Linked DNA regions of Sus scrofa: all the other regions are linked to region 3. A link is a contact called in public Hi-C data. All regions are on one chromosome and are shown on one strand. The core of a region is the stretch at or near the end of the contact, and the rest is flanking DNA. Distances in the headings are between cores, read along the strand shown. Region 1 overlaps LOC102159645 (a long non-coding RNA gene). Region 2 overlaps LOC102159961 (a long non-coding RNA gene). Region 3 overlaps LOC102159961 (a long non-coding RNA gene).

Region 1 (3,240 bases), core at 1-2,500, 140 kb before region 3:
CTGAAAGATAATGAGCCAGAGGACATGAGTGATAAAAGAAGCTGAAAGAGCCAGATTGGCTGAACCATCCTATTTCTAGCTCAGTCCCATAGAAAATCAGGCATATTGTGTGGGACAAACAAATTCCAATTAGTGAAACGATCTCAATGTTGACCTAATTATCTAATATCCAGCTCTCATTTTTATGGGATGAAGCCAAGCAAGTAAAGTAAATTCTTGGAGACAAAACTGCTCTTTCTAATAAGGAAAATGACTTACTCTTTCTCCATGAAGCCACAGATGATTAAAAAACAAAAGCCCAGTATATGCTTTTGTTGTTCAGTTTGAACCTTACATTCTTCTACAAGGATAACAGTGGCTTCAAAGAGTCCAGAGAGTGTGTTTCTATGTGGTGGTCCGAAAGGGTTTTCCTTTAGGGAAACTGGTTCAAAATAAGGACAAGAACTCTTAATTCTGCAAGGATACAGCCAGCCCAGTGTAGCAGCCACCAGTAAGATCACTTGCTCCAGAGTAAATTATTAGGTGAAAGAAGAATAAAGGATTAAAGCAAAACACTCACAGCTCGGTGTTAAGCTGAGCTGTTATAATCTAAGTATTCATGAGAAACCGTTTTAGAACTTCGAAGGGGGTGGGGGGAGAAGTAACTAGAGTCAACTGTAATATAGTGAGGGTCTGTCACATGATCTAATTACAGAAATGAAAGCAACCCAGGAATTATGTGGTCTATTCAAGCCTGCCGGGAGAACGAACAAAGAATATAATTATACATCAAGCCTGTTGATTAAACAATTACTATTTAAAGCAGATATAGATTTAAAATTAATTTGCTTCTGCATTCGGAGGATTTGGGGACTGAGATAAACAGTGTTTGAAGTTTAATTATCCATGCGGAAGATGAAGGGGCTCATTTCAATGTGGTTCGCCGTGCAGAGCGTTTCGGATGGCGTGAAAGGAAGGATCGGACTCGGCAGCAAGTCCCCGCGCTGCCTTGACGTGCGATTCAAGAGAGCGAGGAGGCCCGCTCAGCCTAATTGCCACAGACTGTGGTAATATCACAGAAGAGATGGCGCAATTGCAAATTAATATTTAAATGAACACTAGTTTGAAGTTTACCTGGAGGGAGAAACGCACTATCTCCAAAAGAACAGAGGAGGGCCAGCCAGAGTTCCCAACTCCACAGCCATGAGATCTAGGGAGTGGAGACCTTCACGCATGTTTGAGCAAAGAGGACATCCACCTGCCAGCTCCTCTGAATGGAGTGATTCTTATCGGAGGTCACGTGTCCAGTGTCCCAGGGCAGCACTGAGTGGTGGGGGGTGGGGTGCCGCGGTGAAAGGGTGAATTGGAGCTGGAGCGCAAGAAAATAAACAGAGACTCAAAAATTGAGAAGTTAAAGAATGACTGTTGAGATGCATGGAATCCTGTCTGTGTTCAGACATCCAAGTCCACAGGGGCAGAATTTCTGGGTGTCAACCTAACTCACTGGTGACATTGGGGAAGGTATGCTCAGTGCCGAAGGAGCCTGGAACAGAGGGTGCTGGGGCTGTGGTGGTTAGGAGAATGGGCTTGAAAATGGCCAAGCCTGAGTGGAAAGTCCAGCTATGCCCATTTCAATCTTGTGGCCTTCTCAAAGCATTTGTCTCCCCGTGTCCCCCCCCCCCCCCCCCCCGCCATCTCTTTGGTGAAATGGCTCCCATCTTCCTCCTTGGGTGGCTGTAAACGTTAAATAGGTCATGAGGGAAAACCTCAGTGTCCCCTCCCTACTGAAAACTCCCGGGGGCTCCCCACAGTTCTCTGGGTAAAGATGAATCTCTTTTGTTTATTTTCCCAATACTTTATTTTTTTTTCTACTGTACAGCATGGTGACCCGTTACACATACAATGTATACATTCTATTTTCTCACATTATCATGCTCCATCATAAGTGACCAGACGTAGTTCCCAGTGCTACACAGCAGGATTTCATTGCTAATCCATTCCAAAGGCAATAGTCTGCATTATTAATCCCAAGCTCCCAGTCCATCCCACTCCCTCCCCCTCCCCCTTGGATCTCTTTAACCTGGACTGCAAGGCCTGGGAGCGGTGGGATCCTGCCACCTCACCCACCTTCTCTTTCCCCTCCCTACCACTCTCTCTACTCCAACCACCCAGGCCTTTTTTTACGTCCTCTACTCTCTTTTCTGCTTCAAGGTCTAACCATTTACTTTTAACTCCACCTTGGAGCACTTCCCCTTCCCCCTCTTTAACCAGTTGTCATATATTCATTCTGCAGATGTCAGCTCGAGGCATCTTGGATGGAAGGTAGAAGCTCAGGCTCTGAGGACAACTCATCAGATTCAGAAGTTAAACTCTACCACCTATTACGTGTGTGACTTTTGCCCACCTAAGAGTCAGCAAAATGGGCATGCACATCAGCACCTACATCAAACAGCTGTTGTAAGGGGCACCAGGATTAATATGTGTGACAGTCTCAGCACAAAGCCAGGCCTGCAGGGAGCACTGGACAACTGCTCTTATACTCCCCAAAGGTCTCCCTTCCATGTCACTTGTCACGGTTGCAATTTTATGTTTGTGTGACTATTTCAACAGGCCTGTCTCTCCATTAGAATGGAAGCTCCACAGGGGCAGCAGTTTTCCATTGTCTAGTCCACAGTGTCAATTCAGTTCCTAGCAGAATAGACACCCAAACATTGACTGAGGGACAAACAAATGAAAATTCTGAGCATAGTGCCTGGCACATAGCAGGGCCTCATTAAATACCAGCTTTTAAATACTAACCCATTGATAGAGACAAATGATAAGTGAAAAAAATAATATTCACTTTTGCCCAGAGGTCCTCAAGTGGGAATCATTTTAGCCCCCAGGGATGTTTCATAATATCCAGATGGGAGGGGGAGAGGAATGTCTGGATGCTACTGGCATCTAGTGTACAAAGGCCAGGGAGGCTGCTAAACATTCCACAAGGTACAGGGCAACCTCGCCATGACATGGGATTTTACAGCAAGAGATGGCAGTAGTACTGAGGCTGAGAAACCCTGAATTTTGCCTTCTGTCATTTTCCCCTGATCACTTAATTCACCAGTTGAGTTACAGCAGGCACATCCAGCTTATGGTAATCATTCTAGCCTTTCATCCTGTCCACTCCCATATGTACAAGGCCATCATTGCTTCGCTTCTGTCCCCAGACTCTGTTGACCTAGCTGACCAGTCTCATTTCTTCTCAGCCATGCACCTGGTGTG
Region 2 (3,140 bases), core at 133-2,632, 130 kb after region 3:
GAGTCAACAAAATCCATCTCATGGTGATTCTACGAGGATTAGGTTACATATATACACATATACATTATTCTTAAGCATTTGAAAGAAGTTTTCATGCTTAGTTGGACTCTGGGGAGAGTAACACGATAGGCAAAAATAGCATTTAGATTTAGAACGATCCCTTCTTTCCATATAATAAAATATTTCTAATAAAAACCTACTTTCGCCAATCCTCATGAACTCAACCTATGTCATAAGTGAGACTTTTGATTCTAAGAAGCACATGGAAAGCCATTTCGGTGACATCTTCCTTCCGCAAGACATTTAACATGTTTCTTCTGACAAACTATGAACCATCCTGCTTTAAATAAAGACGATTCCTCCAGGAGGGAGAATGAATCCAGGGCAATAACATTCTGCCTGACCCTCATTAGCATGTCAGGGTCGCATCCAGTAAGAGTACATAAAGACTTCAGCCAAACTGATCCCAGTGTCTCTAAAAGATTTACCTAAGTGAGCCCATACACATTCATTTCCACACTGACTCCAGAGACCAAAGGATAACCTTCCCAAGGAGGAGAAGTGGCAACTGTGAGCAATGTCATTTGCAGAATTCCCTGCAAAGGCTTTTAGAAAGTTTCACCTAACAAATCCAGGATAATTTGGAGAATCTTAGACTTGGCAAGAAACTCCTTGGCCACCTGAACGAACCCCCAACCCCAAACCCACTGGTCAGTGACCACCCAGAGCTAATACGGGGTTTCTTTATACAAACCTGGTTCTGGGGATGTTACTTCTAAGAGGTGCCCACAGGACCATTGGATATAAATACAATAAATAAGTGACCCATTCAAAATGTCTTCAATTTCTCTAATCCTCATTCTCTTATGACTTGTGGATACCCATATTATATTAATGTATTCCTTTTTTTTTTTTTTTTTTTTAGGGCCACATCTGTGGCACATGGATGTTCCCAGGCTAGGGGTTGAATCAGAGCTGCAGATGCCAGCCAGAGCCACGTGCCTACACATGCCTACACCACAGCTCATGGCAACGCCACATCATTAACTTACTGAGCAAGGCCAGGAATTGAACCCACATCCCCATGGATACTAGTCAGGTTCATTACCACTAAGCCACAGTGGAAACTTCCCATATTAATGTATTCTTTAACATGCACACAACCAGCCAGTGCCATGACAAGCAGCTTAGCCCCTGAATGGCCCCAGTATACCCTCTTCTCCTCTCTCTCTCCACTAGGCCCCCTCCACAGGCACAGCACCAGCTCACCCTCCAAACGCAAATCCAACGTGGGCTGAGGGCACTAGCCACAGAGGTGACCTCCTTTCCACACCCTTTCCACATGACAAGTCAGGACAGGGCAGGGTGGAAGTCTAAAACCAGACCAGCTGGACCTGACCTCAGCCCTGCCCCTGCCCTTCAGTCCCATCACCCCACCTGGCAGCATCACCTTGCCAGTGGGTGTTGCAAGTGGACATTTGTTTACTTTAGATTCAAGTGGATGGCTGCCTGGCTGCCAGGAGCTGGAGGAAGGGGGACCCCCTAGAGGTTATAACCAGCCTGCAGCAAAGCCCAAGAACCTAGAAGGGGCTACAGTGTGCAACTTTGGCCTCCCAGCTTTCCCATACGATGTGTGACGCCATCGAGATGCTTCCATCAAAATTAGGTGAGCCTGAGCTCGGCTGTTCCAGCGGGGAAATGGCCATGTACTCTGATTCCATCTGATAGGTGAGCCAGGAAAATGTCACTAAAAGCATTCTGTGGAATTTATGTTAAGATTCCCCGCCAGCACAATCTATTAAACTGAAACAAGGAGTTCCCGTCGTGGCTCAGCAGTTAACAAACCTGACTAGCATCCCTGAGGACGTGGGTTTGATCCCTGGCCTCGATCAGTGGGTTAAGGATCTGGCATCAGCCTGAGCTGTGGTGTAGGTGGCAGACACGGCTCAGATCCCGCGTTCCAGTGGCTCTAGCGTAGGCCAGCAGCTGCAGCTCTGAATGGACCCCTGGCCTGGGAACCTCCATATGCTGCATATGCAGCCCTAAAAGACAAAAAAAAAATTAAAAAATAAACTGAAACAACGTTGTGTCTTGATCTTCAGTAAGTCCTATCTTTCTGTGGTCTCAGGATGCCCCATGATAGGAGGATAAGGCTTAGTAACATTGGCTTCAGGTGACTTAGTCATCACCTGGAGACGGGGGAACAGTCACTAGGTTATCTCTGCCTTCATGCCCCAAAGCAGCCATCTCTTGGCTGGGCTTAACTCCAACAACCAGAACAGTGGTTTTCTTTTCTTTTCTTTTCAGGATGAGCAGCTTCCCACACTGGAAATGGGGAGAGGGGCCTGGAGGGTAGGCGGTACCAGTGATGCAGCTGAGAACTCTGCAGCACCAAGCACCCTCCTGGATTTCACCGCAAAAGAAGCAACTGTGGGAACACAGCCTTCCACAGAATAACCTGCGTAGGACCTAAGGTTGCAAGGAGCCGGAGAGCCCCGCTGGAACTCTCCCCAGCAGCAGGAGAGGCAGCAGCAGCAGCAGCTACACGGGTGACTAGCAGTTCTCTCCTGCCCCCCAGTGCCCTTGGCTGCCCACAGTCCACACTGCGCCCCAGACTCCAGATCTTCCCTCCCAGTCAGCTTCTTCTGTGTCTCACTCCCTCAGGCAAAGCACTGCCTTTTCCAAGGTAACACCTAGCTAATCTAATATAATCTAATCTGAAAGCGTTAGTGAGTATTATTGGATTAATGCGCTATTACTCCTTGAAAATACAATTTGCATTCCAGAGACACATGGGCCTTAAAGGAAGGAGTGGGAATTTCCATTACCCTGGCAGGCTAAGAAGGGAGGCGACTTTGCGGAGGGGTGGGAATTTCAAAACCAACTTTAAAAACTGAAAACACCCTTGCCTATGCATACAGCTGGGAAGGTTATGAGTTTCATTTCTTAAAAGCTACCCTGTAATCTTCTTTTCCAACTCTTTCCCCACCTCCTTGGTGCTGATGTGCTCAGAGGTCTCAACTTTCTTTCCACCTCAGGCAATAACAAAGGATGGTAATGCTTGAGCTGGACTCTGAGTGGGGATTTTTAAGTTTTAGGGGTTCTTTTGGTGCTTTGGGTTTTTTGGCTTTTTAGGGTGG
Region 3 (3,399 bases), core at 464-2,963:
GTTCTGCACTCATATATACCATACAAATGCAATTTACATGTTTCTTGTGTGTAACATTTTTCCCATCAAAAACAAAACTCATGCCACTTATCCGCTCTAATGTAGACTATTGCTAATTAAACAATTATGTCTATAGTAACATCTATCAATTTATTATATAGCTAATGGTATATATATAATATATATATAATTTATGGTATTAATTATTAAAATATAGATTGATATCAACATTTAGAGCACCATCTAAACTTCCCAAATTATTATTATCAATTTATGATTTTTCAAATAACAGCAATTAATTATCATTACTATGGTTAAATGATAATGATTTGCAACATAGTATCATATGTTTGTTCTAAATAATTAGAGAAGTGCTAATCTACTATGGTGAAGATAATAACACTAATAATGGAAGAGTAATGATTGCTAATCACTTCGTACTATTGGTATTAAAATGTCCAAATTATCAAAAATCAGGTGAAATGAAACCTAGTGAAGGCATATGGTAAAATAAGTAATTCATATTCAGCAACTGTTTCAAATCAGGATTCTAAGCCAGTGGTTTGCTACATTGGCTGCCCATTAGGAAAGAATGGGCACCTTTTTAAAAAAAATGATGACCAGGCCTCACCCCAGCCCTCCTCCTACCCACCCTCAACCCAGAGATACTCTGATTTAATCAGACCAGGTGCAGCCAAATTTTTTTTCCAAGTTCCCCAAGGACTCTAACATGCCAGAGTTGAGAACCACAGCTCTAGATGTTTGATTTTTATGCCTGAGAATAAAGATATATTTCCTCCTAGGGGCAAAATGGAATTCAGAAACCCACTTGCCCAGCCTCTGTCAATCAATGTTGTGTATAGAAGAGGAATGAGTTGTTAGTTTTAGTTGTCAGGGAATTTTCTTCATGGAAAAGAAATACATTAAAATACCAAATTACAGTATTTACATATTTCATGTTTTTTTCCAACTACGTTCCCATAGCAACTAAATCCATTTGCTCCCTACTTTCTTCTGAGTTATTTTCCACTGAGAGCCATGCTTTATTAGTGAGACAAACAGTTTGCCCTCTGAAATGACTGTTGTGCTGTTTACTATTTCTTTGCCAAGGAACTCAACTCTAGTTGGCATCTTCCACCCACCTATGCTACCCGAATTTGATAAAGTCAGCTGCACTGGCCTGGGCAGAGGTCGTGTCCCTGAGCACTTTCCTCAACCTGGAGCAGTCACTGGGTTTTTTCCAGCGGGTGAGTCAAAAAAAGTCAAGTGGGGAGGGAAGCTTCCCTTGGGGAACCTGGGACTCAGAAAGGACGCAAGGAAGAAGACCCATCCATTCCCAAACAGTGACCAATTCACCTAAATTAGCAGTGGGCAGAAGGTAACCCAGCTCCCTGGGAGCTCAGTAGGCTTGGTCAGGCAGGGTCACTGGTACACAGGCATCACGGCTTTGGAGATGGACACCCACTAGCAAGCAGAGAGAAAGTGAGTCCTCCTCCAGCCATGAAAAGATCACTGAATCCACAGAGAGAAGGCCCCAAAGAGGTGCCCAACACTGTGATTTCTTTGTGATGTCACCCAGACGACTTGGCAGACTGCAGGGCCTGTTTGTTTGTTTGAAACTATGACATTTCACTTGCCAATGGGCTTTCACTTTGCAAGGGCACAAGGATGCCAAAAAAGACTGCAGGAGGGAGGCACCAGGCCCAGTACTTCAGCGCAGCTCTCCTCGCTGACACTAACGCCTGAGGCCAGAATGGACCTGGGCGGCCAGCTGCAGGGGAGAGATGAGGGGCAGGAGAAATGGGGCAATGCCCTGAGATCACTTCTCATTTGCTGACTCAGAAGCTTCTCTCTGTGCAGCAGCACTAATGGAGAGGACTTGTTTCCTCCTCCCTCCCAGGCTCCAAATAAAAGCCAGAGTTGTGGTGTAACTGCCCCCCAGTGGCAGGGTGGGGGGTGGGGAGGGGTAGTTTTCTGGTAAGCCACACAGTTTCAGGCAGCAGCAACAGAAATCACCCTCAGCCAGAGGTTCCTCCCACTGGCAGGATCCAGGGGCCACTTATGTATGGCCGTGGGTTACAGTGCTTACTGCCAGGTTCCAGGGGTCCCAGGATGGTCCTTCAGGACTCTTTTCATCAACATCATTTATTCAAGAACAGCCCACTGTGTCAGTGAGGGTCCCAGCAAGAAACAGATGGCACTCCCAAGTTAGTTAATTTGGGAGAGTTTATTTAAGGGACTATTTACAAAGATTTGGACTGGGATACCCATAACATAACACGAGGTGGTGGGTTACCTCAGAGCTAGTAAGATCAGGGCACTGCCACCAAGTGTGGCCCAAACAGCAGAATCCAGAGTCAAAGCCACATGGAACTGACAGACAGCGGAGGCTTTCAGTGGAGGAAGGCTACCAGAATGACACTAGCACCCAGGGGGAGAGCCAAGGGAATGCATAGGCTTATTCTCCTCTCTCCCTTCCACCTGGCTCCAGATCTTCACTGCCAAACCTAACCGGAAGTTGGTAGCAAGGCAGCTCTTTGATCCAGTCCACACAGATCATCCTCCTGAGGAACAAAACAAGGTGAAGTTGGGGAAAGGGTCCAGGAGGGCAGATAAAGACATCAAGCACCCTCTCCAATGCCCTGGAGCTGCCATGGTGCCCAGTTACAGAGCTAGATTGGTTCCACCATTGCTAGAGCCTCTCAGATCCCCAGCATATCCCAAAACAGTGTCCAGGGGGTGGAAAAGAAACACTGAGAGTTTGCAATATGTTCAACCACGAAGAAGGCAGGCGGATGCCTGATTTACACAAGGACATAGAGGTGATACTGAGAACACAGACTCAGCACCCTAGCTATTCAGGGGTACACCCCAGACGAGTCACACTTCTGCTCTGTTCACGTTTCATGCTTTTCCTGCCCAAGAGGAAATCACGAAGACCCTGACATGCCCACTTCACATGGAACACTTGCCTGGTTACTTATTTAGAAAGAGAAATGTAAAGAGAAGCCCTGTTATTCTGAAGTTTGGTGTCATTTGCAGCATTAAATATAGACAGGCTTTTAGAGTCTGACAAGATGATACCTGATTATTGAAACTCCAGTGCCTAAGGAAAATCTGCAGGATTAGCAGTGCACATTCTGGAGGAGATGTTTGAAATTAAATGTACAGAGGATATGGAAGTAGCAAAAAGTGCTCTTCTGCTATCTTTGAGTGGAGGGAAGGGGAGCAATAATGGTAATAGCATCCATCCTACCTGATTCCTGAGATCTGCCCAACATTGTCTTTTGGCTTCTGCTTAAATTATAAGAAACCTAGAGACTAAATGCTATGCATGGCTCAAAAAAAGATGGTTTGACCAAATGTTAATGGTGATGGTGGGAAACAGCACAGCTTTTT

What was found. Hi-C and Micro-C count contacts between places; a contact is called where the count stands out from the background.
Region 1: a contact with region 3 is called in a Hi-C map of liver, with 3 times the contacts expected there. The contact joins two enhancer-like sites. A contact is called at or near these places in 3 of 47 Hi-C or Micro-C datasets (liver and skeletal muscle).
Region 2: a contact with region 3 is called in a Hi-C map of liver, with 3 times the contacts expected there. The contact joins two enhancer-like sites. A contact is called at or near these places in 3 of 47 Hi-C or Micro-C datasets (embryonic fibroblasts and liver).

The regions. Positions count from the first base shown.
Region 1 is chr16:46,916,236-46,919,475 of Sscrofa11.1, forward strand. The region is part of intron 2 of LOC102159645 (a long non-coding RNA gene); the gene reads right to left. Among named protein-coding and RNA genes, the nearest start is that of SLC30A5, 370 kb to the right of the region's middle. Within about 2 kb of position 1,251, at least 10 of the 83 cell types and tissues checked have an H3K27ac peak or open chromatin away from gene starts, as enhancers often do. A contact at or near this core is called in liver, where this site is marked.
Region 2 is chr16:47,188,704-47,191,843 of Sscrofa11.1, forward strand. The region is part of intron 1 of LOC102159961 (a long non-coding RNA gene); the gene reads right to left. Among named protein-coding and RNA genes, the nearest start is that of SLC30A5, 95 kb to the right of the region's middle. Within about 2 kb of position 1,383, at least 8 of the 83 cell types and tissues checked have an H3K27ac peak or open chromatin away from gene starts, as enhancers often do. A contact at or near this core is called in liver, where this site is marked.
Region 3 is chr16:47,058,363-47,061,761 of Sscrofa11.1, forward strand. All of the region lies in intron 3 of LOC102159961 (a long non-coding RNA gene), which reads right to left. Among named protein-coding and RNA genes, the nearest start is that of SLC30A5, 220 kb to the right of the region's middle. Within about 2 kb of position 1,714, at least 8 of the 83 cell types and tissues checked have an H3K27ac peak or open chromatin away from gene starts, as enhancers often do. A contact at or near this core is called in liver, where this site is marked.